Regions from separate parts of the Sus scrofa genome. Here region 2 is linked to region 1. A link is a contact called in public Hi-C data. All regions are on one chromosome and are shown on one strand. The core of a region is the stretch at or near the end of the contact, and the rest is flanking DNA. Distances in the headings are between cores, read along the strand shown.

Region 1 (3,976 bases), core at 929-3,428:
ACCTGAAATGCTCCTTAAGGTTCATGGAACTTTCTGCCATTTATCTGGGTCGACTACGTCCTGTCACCTGCTGATGACATTCACAAGCTTCAAACAGGAGCCGAATGAAAGGATGTGGACAGTTATCCATCTTCTTCGTCCAGTTTTATCCCACACTTCAGCTTCGCAGAGAATGGACGTGGAGGGCAATGGACTAAGCCTCGCCTGGTTTTTGTGTACAAACACCAGGAGGAAAGGCAGTCTACCCCTCCCACACAGAGAGCTGTAATTACTAGCTACAGAATAGAATTCTTTTGTTGTCCAGCTTTTAATTTGTTTTGTAAAAACCATGTAGAATCAAAGCGCGCTACCAATGGTTTCTGGCAGACACATAACTAATCAAATTTAAGTTCCCGTCTTTGACTCCACGAGGCCAGTCAAGGTGGCAGACAGGCCAAGTTTCTCCACATCCTAAGTCAATTTCACATTTAGGTCTTTTGGGGGGGGGGTGCCCTCCTGATTGTTGCCTTTGAACTACAACAACACAAACGGGAAATGGCAGCCACGAAAGGGCTGAGAAGGATAACATTTTTAAACAAGCAAAACTTGCCGGCCAACGGTACCCTCGGGGGACAAGTGATTCCTTCTGCGAGATTAGAACACGGGTTTGTATTTCGGTAAATTTGAGGAGAAAAGAAAAGAAAAAGAAAACCTCAAAACGCACTTTCGAAGATTGATTTGCTTTTTCCTTTGAAGGTTATCAATTTATAGAGTCAGGAATGACTAATTCCCGAAATGAGTGTTCAGCTATTTTCCTGCAGGACCCAGAGCGCTAACATTTATTGTACTGTGATATTATTCAGAATTTTAATAAACCTTAACTGGGAGATTTCTCTCTCTGATCGGCGGTGGTGTGGGCAGGCACAGGGCGCACAGGCGCTTCCACTGTGCGGAACAAACATCATCTCTCAGTGGTAAATTAAAATAAATTACCTCTCAATCCAAAGGGGGGACTGGCTCACTTCTTTACTTTCTAAATAAGTCGCACGTCAACTACTATTTTAGGATACCCTATAATTGAATACAGGATAATATAAAAAAATCTCTTGTGCTTTAAAAAACACACACGCACAATCGCTGTTACCTCTTCATCTAAAATGCTGTAAGAACCGGGAAAGGCAGCTTGGCGCACCTACATCCCCACTTCCGACTGGCTCCCCAGGTTCGCCTAGCAGGACCGAGGGCCCGAGATATAGAGGACCTGGGGCGCCCACGGGGGTCTCGCTCGAGCGCCAGGACCCTCCCGGCGCCTCCCTCGCCCGCCGCCCCGGCCGGGCCCTGGACGTGGCGGAGCAGGTGACCGGGGGGTTGGGATCCGCCTGTTTTCGGGGATCCGTAGCTTCCAAGGTGTTTCATGCGCCCCTAGACCCCGATCTGCCCGGGCCCGGCGCCCTCCAGTAAGTCACCCACAAACCCGGGCGCGCCGGGGCCCCTCCGACACCCTCTCCGGCGTCCCCCAGCCCCTTCGCGATATCAGGTCTCCCAGGCGCCCACTGGCAAGGGCCCCCCACCACGCCCGCGTTTCCTTTTAAGACAAAAGCAAGTGAAACAAGTCGGCGCGCCCCGCCCGCCCCAGCCGGCTCGGCGACCCCAGAACCGCGGCCCAAGTTCGCAGCCGGCTCCGCGCGTCATCGCCGGGCCCACTCCGCGCCCCACTTGCCGCCCCCAAAGCCACTGGGCCATCCATACCACGAGCTGAGCGGATCGGATCTCAGAAGCGCGACCCCTGGATCCTAGGAATAGCCGCCACCCCTCCGGGACCCCGGCTGCGCCCTGGGATCCGGCTCTCCGCGCCACCCACGTCCTCCACGCCGTTTCTGGATCCCTCGGCAGAGGAACCGGGGCCCGGAGGGCGCTCCCCGCCGGACCTGCCGGACCCTGGCCGCCCACCCGGCCCGACCCTGCTCTTACCGCGCCGCTTCGGGCAGGGCGGCCGGCGACTCGGGGCCCGGACTCCTCGGTGCGCGCCGGGGAGGGCGCGGGCGGCGGGGCCGGGACGCGGGGAGGGCGCTCGGCAGGCCTGAGCCGGCAGGGAGCGGCGGGCGGCGGGCTCCGGGAGCTCAGGGCTGGGGCGATACCGCGCTCCGCGCCGCCGCTGGAGGAAGTAACTGGCCGGTCCCCTTCGCTGCGCGCTCTTCAGGAGCCGGGGGAGGACGGAGGAGGGAGGGGAGGCGACCGCGGGGAGGGGAGGAGGGGGGCGGGGGAGGGGAAAGGCGAGAGGGGAGGGGAGAGGGGAGGAGATCGGGAGGGGAGGGGTGGGGGTGGAGAAGGGAGCAAAGTCGCGAGAGGGCGGGAGCAGGGGAGGGGGGAAGCCGAGGGGAGGGGAGCGGAGTGGAGGCGGGGGGAGGAGAAGAGCAGGGGGCGGAGCCAGTCCTTCCAAGCCCGGCCTCGCTCGGCGCCCGCTGTCACTGGGCTCTGTCCCTTGCCTGCGGTTCGGGGGGCCGTGGTGGGCCGGGGACCCCGAGGACTCGAGCCCTGTGTGTGTCCCGGGAGCTCAGAAGGAGAGTCTTTCTTTGGTTTCTTCCGCTGGTGCGGAGACTTTAACACCAAAACCTGTCCTGGCAGGACTGGAGCAGTGCTGGTGCCACCGAGCGGCCACAGGGCTTGGGTCATAAGGGACTATTTCTGGCCCAATTCTTGGACCTCTTCGTGGACTTCTGACTCTTCTGTCCTGAAAAGACACTAAAAGACATGATAGACGTACAAGGTGGGCCCTTTTCTGGGTCACAGAGCGCCCCTCTGCTCCGGGAAGCCCTGTTCCTACCGCCTCCGAGGAAGTGGCGCCCCCTAGAGTTGAGCGGTGTCTTAGTAGGAACCAGCCTTTGAAAGAGCTTCCCTGGGCTCATTCTCAGGATAATTGTCCTCACATTAAACATGAGGGAATGGGCCCTTTGGGTAAATAACTTGCCGAGTCATAGGACGTGTGAGTGGGAAATTCAGGGTTGAAACTCCAGGCTATCTGACTTCCAACTATGGTCAAAACCGTCACCCTTCCCCCCCAGAGTTTCCATTTTTAGCAGGAGATACTTGAGTCCATGGCTAGAAATGCACACATTTCCTATTCAGATTCCGGTCACATTCTCAGTATTTATTTATCTATTTATTTATTTGTCTTTTCTCTCTTTTTCACGGCACCGGCGGCATATGGAGATTCCCAGGCTAGGGGTCCAATCGGAGCTGTAGCTGCCAGCCTATGCCAGGGCCACAGCAACACTGGATCCGAGCCGTGTCTATGACCTACACCACAGCTCAGGGCAATGCCGGATCCTCAACCCACTGATCGAGGTCAGGGATGGAACCTGCGCCCTCATGGATGCCAGTCAGGTTCGTTAACTGCTGAGCCACGACGGGAACTCCTTGGAGAAATATTTAGATGCCCAGGGGTGGATAGAAAATACAATAGCTCAGCTTAGGCAAGGCCAGGGACTGCAGTGCTGTGAAGGGAGAGAGGAGCAGCCTCCCTTCTCTGTTACCAAGGTTCCCGGTTTCCATGGCAACCCTAACTCCGGAGTCATCTGGATAATTGAGATACTATTGTGCCTTAATGTTTCCAGGTACCTGAGGGTCTCCAGGTATCATCATTACGTGGGTGAGACAGGGTCTGTGGAGGCTCAAAAAACCCGGTGCTGAGAGGGTTTGTATTTACAGCAGGTTGAATTGATTCTGATGGTCTCTCTGTGTATATTCAGGCCTGGATCAGAAACCACTGATAGGTCAAGAAGGAGGTTCATAAATGGAATACAGATCCATAGTAAGTTACCATGGAGATGCAAAGAGTATGCTACTTTTTTTTTTTTTTTTTAATGGTAGCAGAAAATACTGACTCATCTGGGCTGCAGTTTCAGCTAATAGAGGGTCTTTTCCCCCAGGCTACTCATGCAGCCCTTGAGAGCCGCTTAGGAGCTTGTTGCAGACAGCCATTGGGTCAAGTTCAGTT
Region 2 (4,245 bases), core at 298-2,797, 180 kb before region 1:
GATTGAACCTTCATCCTCACTGACACTAGATCAGGTTCTTAACCCACTAAGCCACATGGGAACTCCTTTTTTTTTTTTTAAATGGCCACACTGGTGGCATATGGAAATTCCCTGGCTAGGGATTGAATTGACACCTCTGCAGTGGCTAGAGCCACTTCGGTCAGAGTCTTAATGCACAGAGCCACAGTGGGAACTCCAGAACCTCAGTCTTTTTGATGGCTGAATAATATTCCACTGTATGGACAGACCAGATTTTGGCTCTCCGGTAATTGGCGGAGGGACAATTGGGCTGTTCCCACCTGACTGGCTTTGTAAGAGGATCTCTGGGCCCAGAGTGGAGCAGGAAGAGTGGGCAGGAGGCAGCACCCTCAACCGAGTAATGCAGGTGAGTGATGATGGCAGGGCCCGCAGGAGAGCAAGTGTGGGGAGGGGAAGGCGGGCAGCCGGCGAGGCAGAGCTGGTTGACCTGAGTTGTTGTCTAGCAACGCCCCACCTGTCCTTTCTTTGCCCTCCATGGGATGGCTTTCGGAACTCAGTAAAGGTGGCGGTGAACGAGCATCCCTCTGGCCCCAGCAGGGCATCCTTTCTCATCACTCCTCCGCCTGGACCACGTCCACCTCCTGTTCTTTCTTCTGCACTTGGACTGACTGTAAGTGGCATCTGGGGGGAGTTGTGCATATCCTGTATGAGCCTGCAGATGGGTATTAACAGCGGTTTTCCTCTGTGGGGTGTAGAACTGGCGAGTCAGGACAACGCCCCCCTCCCCCGAGAAACCTTTCCAAAGCGACCCCAGGCTGCTGCAGGCTGAGCCCTGGAGCCCCACAGCCCCACGCCGCCCGCCTCCGCGGAGAAAAGAAGCGCACAGAACAATTTCTGAAATTAAGTGCCATCCGCTGGGTTATTTTAAACCAGAGAACAAGAAATGCCTCCTTCAACAGAGAGGACCGGGTTTGATCCTGTGCTTCCAGGACCTGTCAGGTGCCTCAGGTCAAGGTCATACCTGCAGTGTGGTTCTGTGTTGTATTACTAAGGGGGTCTTCATTTAGTAAAAAAAGAAAGCACCACGTGTTGTGTGGGTGCCTTGGCATCAAGTCTGCAGCTCAGAGTAAGGGTTGGCAATTGCTGCTCTCAACAGCCGGCTCTTTAATTTTATTATTTATTTATTTATTTTGCCCGCGTCTATGGCATGTGGAAGCTCCTGGGCCAGGGATGGACCCCAAGCCACAGCAGTGACAATGTTGAGTCTTTAACCCACCGAGCCACCAGGGAACTCCCCACCCTTTTATTTTTAAAATTTCCTTTAAAAGCATTTTAAAAAGTTCTTTTTTCATATTTCAAATGGAACACAAAGTTCAAAAACTACAAAGCCAGCAAAGGTTAGAACGTGTCTCAGGGCGGACATCCAGGGGCCAGGCTGTCCTCACACGTTTGCTCACGTTCTTATCAGCATGTGATGTTTTTCTCAGCCACTCTGGAATTGAGAGCTGGTTTGACTCCATCTGCACTTCTGCCTGACTTTCCGCTCTGGATCTGCCTTAATTATGACTTGCTCTCTGGAAAGGGTGCAGAGAAGGGTGGTGACAGAAGCCACAGGTTTGTGGTGGATGCTGAAACCCAGCAGGGCAGTGGCTAGTCTGGACTATTCACAGGGTCCTCTCCAGCCACCTTGAGCCGAGGGCTGATGGAGGCAAATGAGCTAAAGATACAGCAAATCGGGGGTGGTGTGGGGGTGCTGGATGAGTCATGGACCTTGGCTCTACGTCCAGAGCTATAATCCTTCCCCAGAAACCCAGCTTCAGGGTAGCCCATGAAGGCTTCCAAGGTACAGACGAGTGCCCATCCTGTCCTAATTGGAATTGCTACTTCTGAGCTGCCCAGGTGGCACATCTGGATCAGAACCCCAGGCTCTCCACCTGCGGCCAAAGCTCTCAAGCCTCCACCAGGAGGGGATTTCTGCTGTCTGGGACCCCGGGCGAGCGCTCAGCCATCCACGAAAGTGTTTTTGGGCTTCTGAGATGGAGATGGCGCTTCTCAAAGCAAACCCCTCGCTCCGTCACCCCCGGGAGCAGAGACGACATACATTTCACTGGATCCAGCTGTTCTGCACGTGCCTCTCTGTCTTGAATCTAAGCACATGAATCCTTCCAAATGGACCGGGAAGGAAGATGTGCTGGCCTTGGGGTCACCTACCTGGTTCCAATCCTGTGTTTGGCTCTTCCCGATGGGTGACCTCAGCCAAGCCACCTTGGCCCTTCCTGGAACCCCATTTCCTAGTTTGTAGGATGGGGCCAGTGCTCTGGGGGTGGCTGTGAGGACGGGGGTGGATGTAGTTCAATGCACCCCCGTGCGGCATCTGGCTCCTATGACGCACTCAGTGGCCGTGATGTTTGCTTTACATGTGGGCATATTTGCAGTTCTCAGTGTGGGTTTTAACCTCCCCTTTGCCACATCTCCCACATGTTCCCTCTCCACTTATCTGCTTCCATGAACCCTCCCTCGGAACCCCCCACCCCGCCACAATGGTTTCCATCTCTTCTGGGGTCAGTTTAACCCATCTCACCACACCCCAGCATCACCCAACCACACCTGCCACTTGGCTTCTGTGTTTCCTGTGCACGAATCTTGCTTCCTCAAGAGCAGGTGGTGGTGGAGGTGGTGGTTTGGGGGCGGGGGAACATGTTTAAGATGATGGTACAGACACAGACTGCTATCACTGCCTGGGTTCAAATTGTAAGTGACTGGGCCCCTTAGTATTAGTATGACTTTATTTCATTATCTGTAAAATGGGTCCACATTTCCTCCTGGAGTTGCTAAAAAGAATTAAATGAACTCTTATGCATAGATCTCTTAGAACTGTGTTGACCTTGGAAATGCCGCTTAAACGTTAGCTATTATTGCTATTATTATTCCCACCTATAATTTTTTTTTGTCTTTTGTCCTTTTTTTAGGGCTGCACCCACAGCATATGGAGGTTCTCAGGCCAGGGGTCCCATTAGAGTTGTTGCTGCCACCCTATGTCAGAGCCACAGAAACACCAGATCTGAGCTGTGTCTGCAACCTACGCCACAGCTCAAAGCAAACGCTGGATCTTTAACCCACTGAGCGAGACTAGAGATTGAACCCGCAACCTCATGGTTCCTAGTCGGATTCATTTCCACGACGGGAACTCCCCACCTATAAAATTTTTGGTAAGTTAGTTCTTCTTTCTGGACATTAGTTTTCTCATTGGCAGCAGTAACAAAAAAACCTGCCCTCCTGGGCAGCGGGGATTAGATGGGGTGCTGCGTGTGCAGGATGGGCATGGGAAAAGCCCTCAATCCTGGTGGCAGTGGTTAGAAACAACCCCTGGGGGCAGCGCCCCTGCCCACATCCCCTTCCCTGGGGAGTTCCCGCAGGAGCTGACTCGAGTCAGCAAATAAAATAACAGGGCTCCCAGTTAAACTCGAATTGCAAATCAACACAAGTAGTTTCTTTGTATGTCTTCAATATTGCACGGGAGACATTATGCTAAAATAAACGATCCGTTGTTGACCTGAGATTCGAATTTAATGAGAAATCCTGCATTTTACATGACAATCCTGCATGACGGAATAGTGTGAGGCTTGGAGGGTGATGGTGGTCAGAGGTGGCAGGGGACAGAGCAGAGGTGCCCCTGGGTTCCAGCTTATTCTCTCCTCTGCTCTGCATTTGTTGTCTTCTCCCAGCTGAGTTCCTGCCCTCGACTGTGCCCCCCCCTCCGGGGGGGGGTGCGGTCTCACCTCAGCATCTGGAGGAGCTTGGCTTGTTCTTGTGCACATCAGGCTTCCCAGCTCCTCCCCCGTCATGTAAGGTGAATTCTCACCCAAATCCATTGTGTTCCTATTGGATCTGAGCGCAGCCAGCTCCTTACAATCTGGCCCCGACTGTGGCAGCTGTGTCATCTGTGTGGCATCTTTTCTTTTTGCAGCATAGGGAGGTTCCCAGGCTAGGGGTGGAATCAGAGCTACAGCTGCCGGGCTACGCCACAGCCACAGCACTGCGGGATCCAAGCTGCATCTGCAAGCTACATCACAGCAACGCTGGATCCTTAACCCACTGAGCGAGGCCAGGGATTGAACCTGCATCCCCATGAATATTAGTCTGGTTCTTAACCCGCTGAGCACAGCAACGGGAACTCCTGTGTGGCATCGTTAAACTGCTTGTCCCACTCTCTGGCCTCAGGATCCCTTTCCTGGGCGAGAAAACAAGCTCCATGGTGGGTTTGAT

The links. A called contact is a pair of places that touch in the nucleus more often than the background predicts.
Region 2: a Hi-C map of heart right ventricle shows a contact between it and region 1, with 7 times the contacts expected there. The contact joins the enhancer-like site here to the promoter of ETS2 in region 1. A contact is called at or near these places in 1 of 5 promoter capture datasets (liver), 2 of 47 Hi-C or Micro-C datasets (alveolar macrophages and heart right ventricle) and 1 of 2 datasets of contacts at active chromatin or transcription factors (alveolar macrophages).

The regions. Positions count from the first base shown.
Region 1 is chr13:202,462,543-202,466,518 of Sscrofa11.1, reverse strand. ETS2 (protein C-ets-2) reads right to left here and starts at 2,178. Exons shown (of 10, transcript XM_021070986.1): 1 at 1,951-2,178.
Region 2 is chr13:202,638,848-202,643,092 of Sscrofa11.1, reverse strand. No RefSeq gene overlaps it. Among named protein-coding and RNA genes, the nearest start is that of PSMG1, 130 kb to the left of the region's middle. Within about 2 kb of position 1,547, at least 4 of the 83 cell types and tissues checked have an H3K27ac peak or open chromatin away from gene starts, as enhancers often do.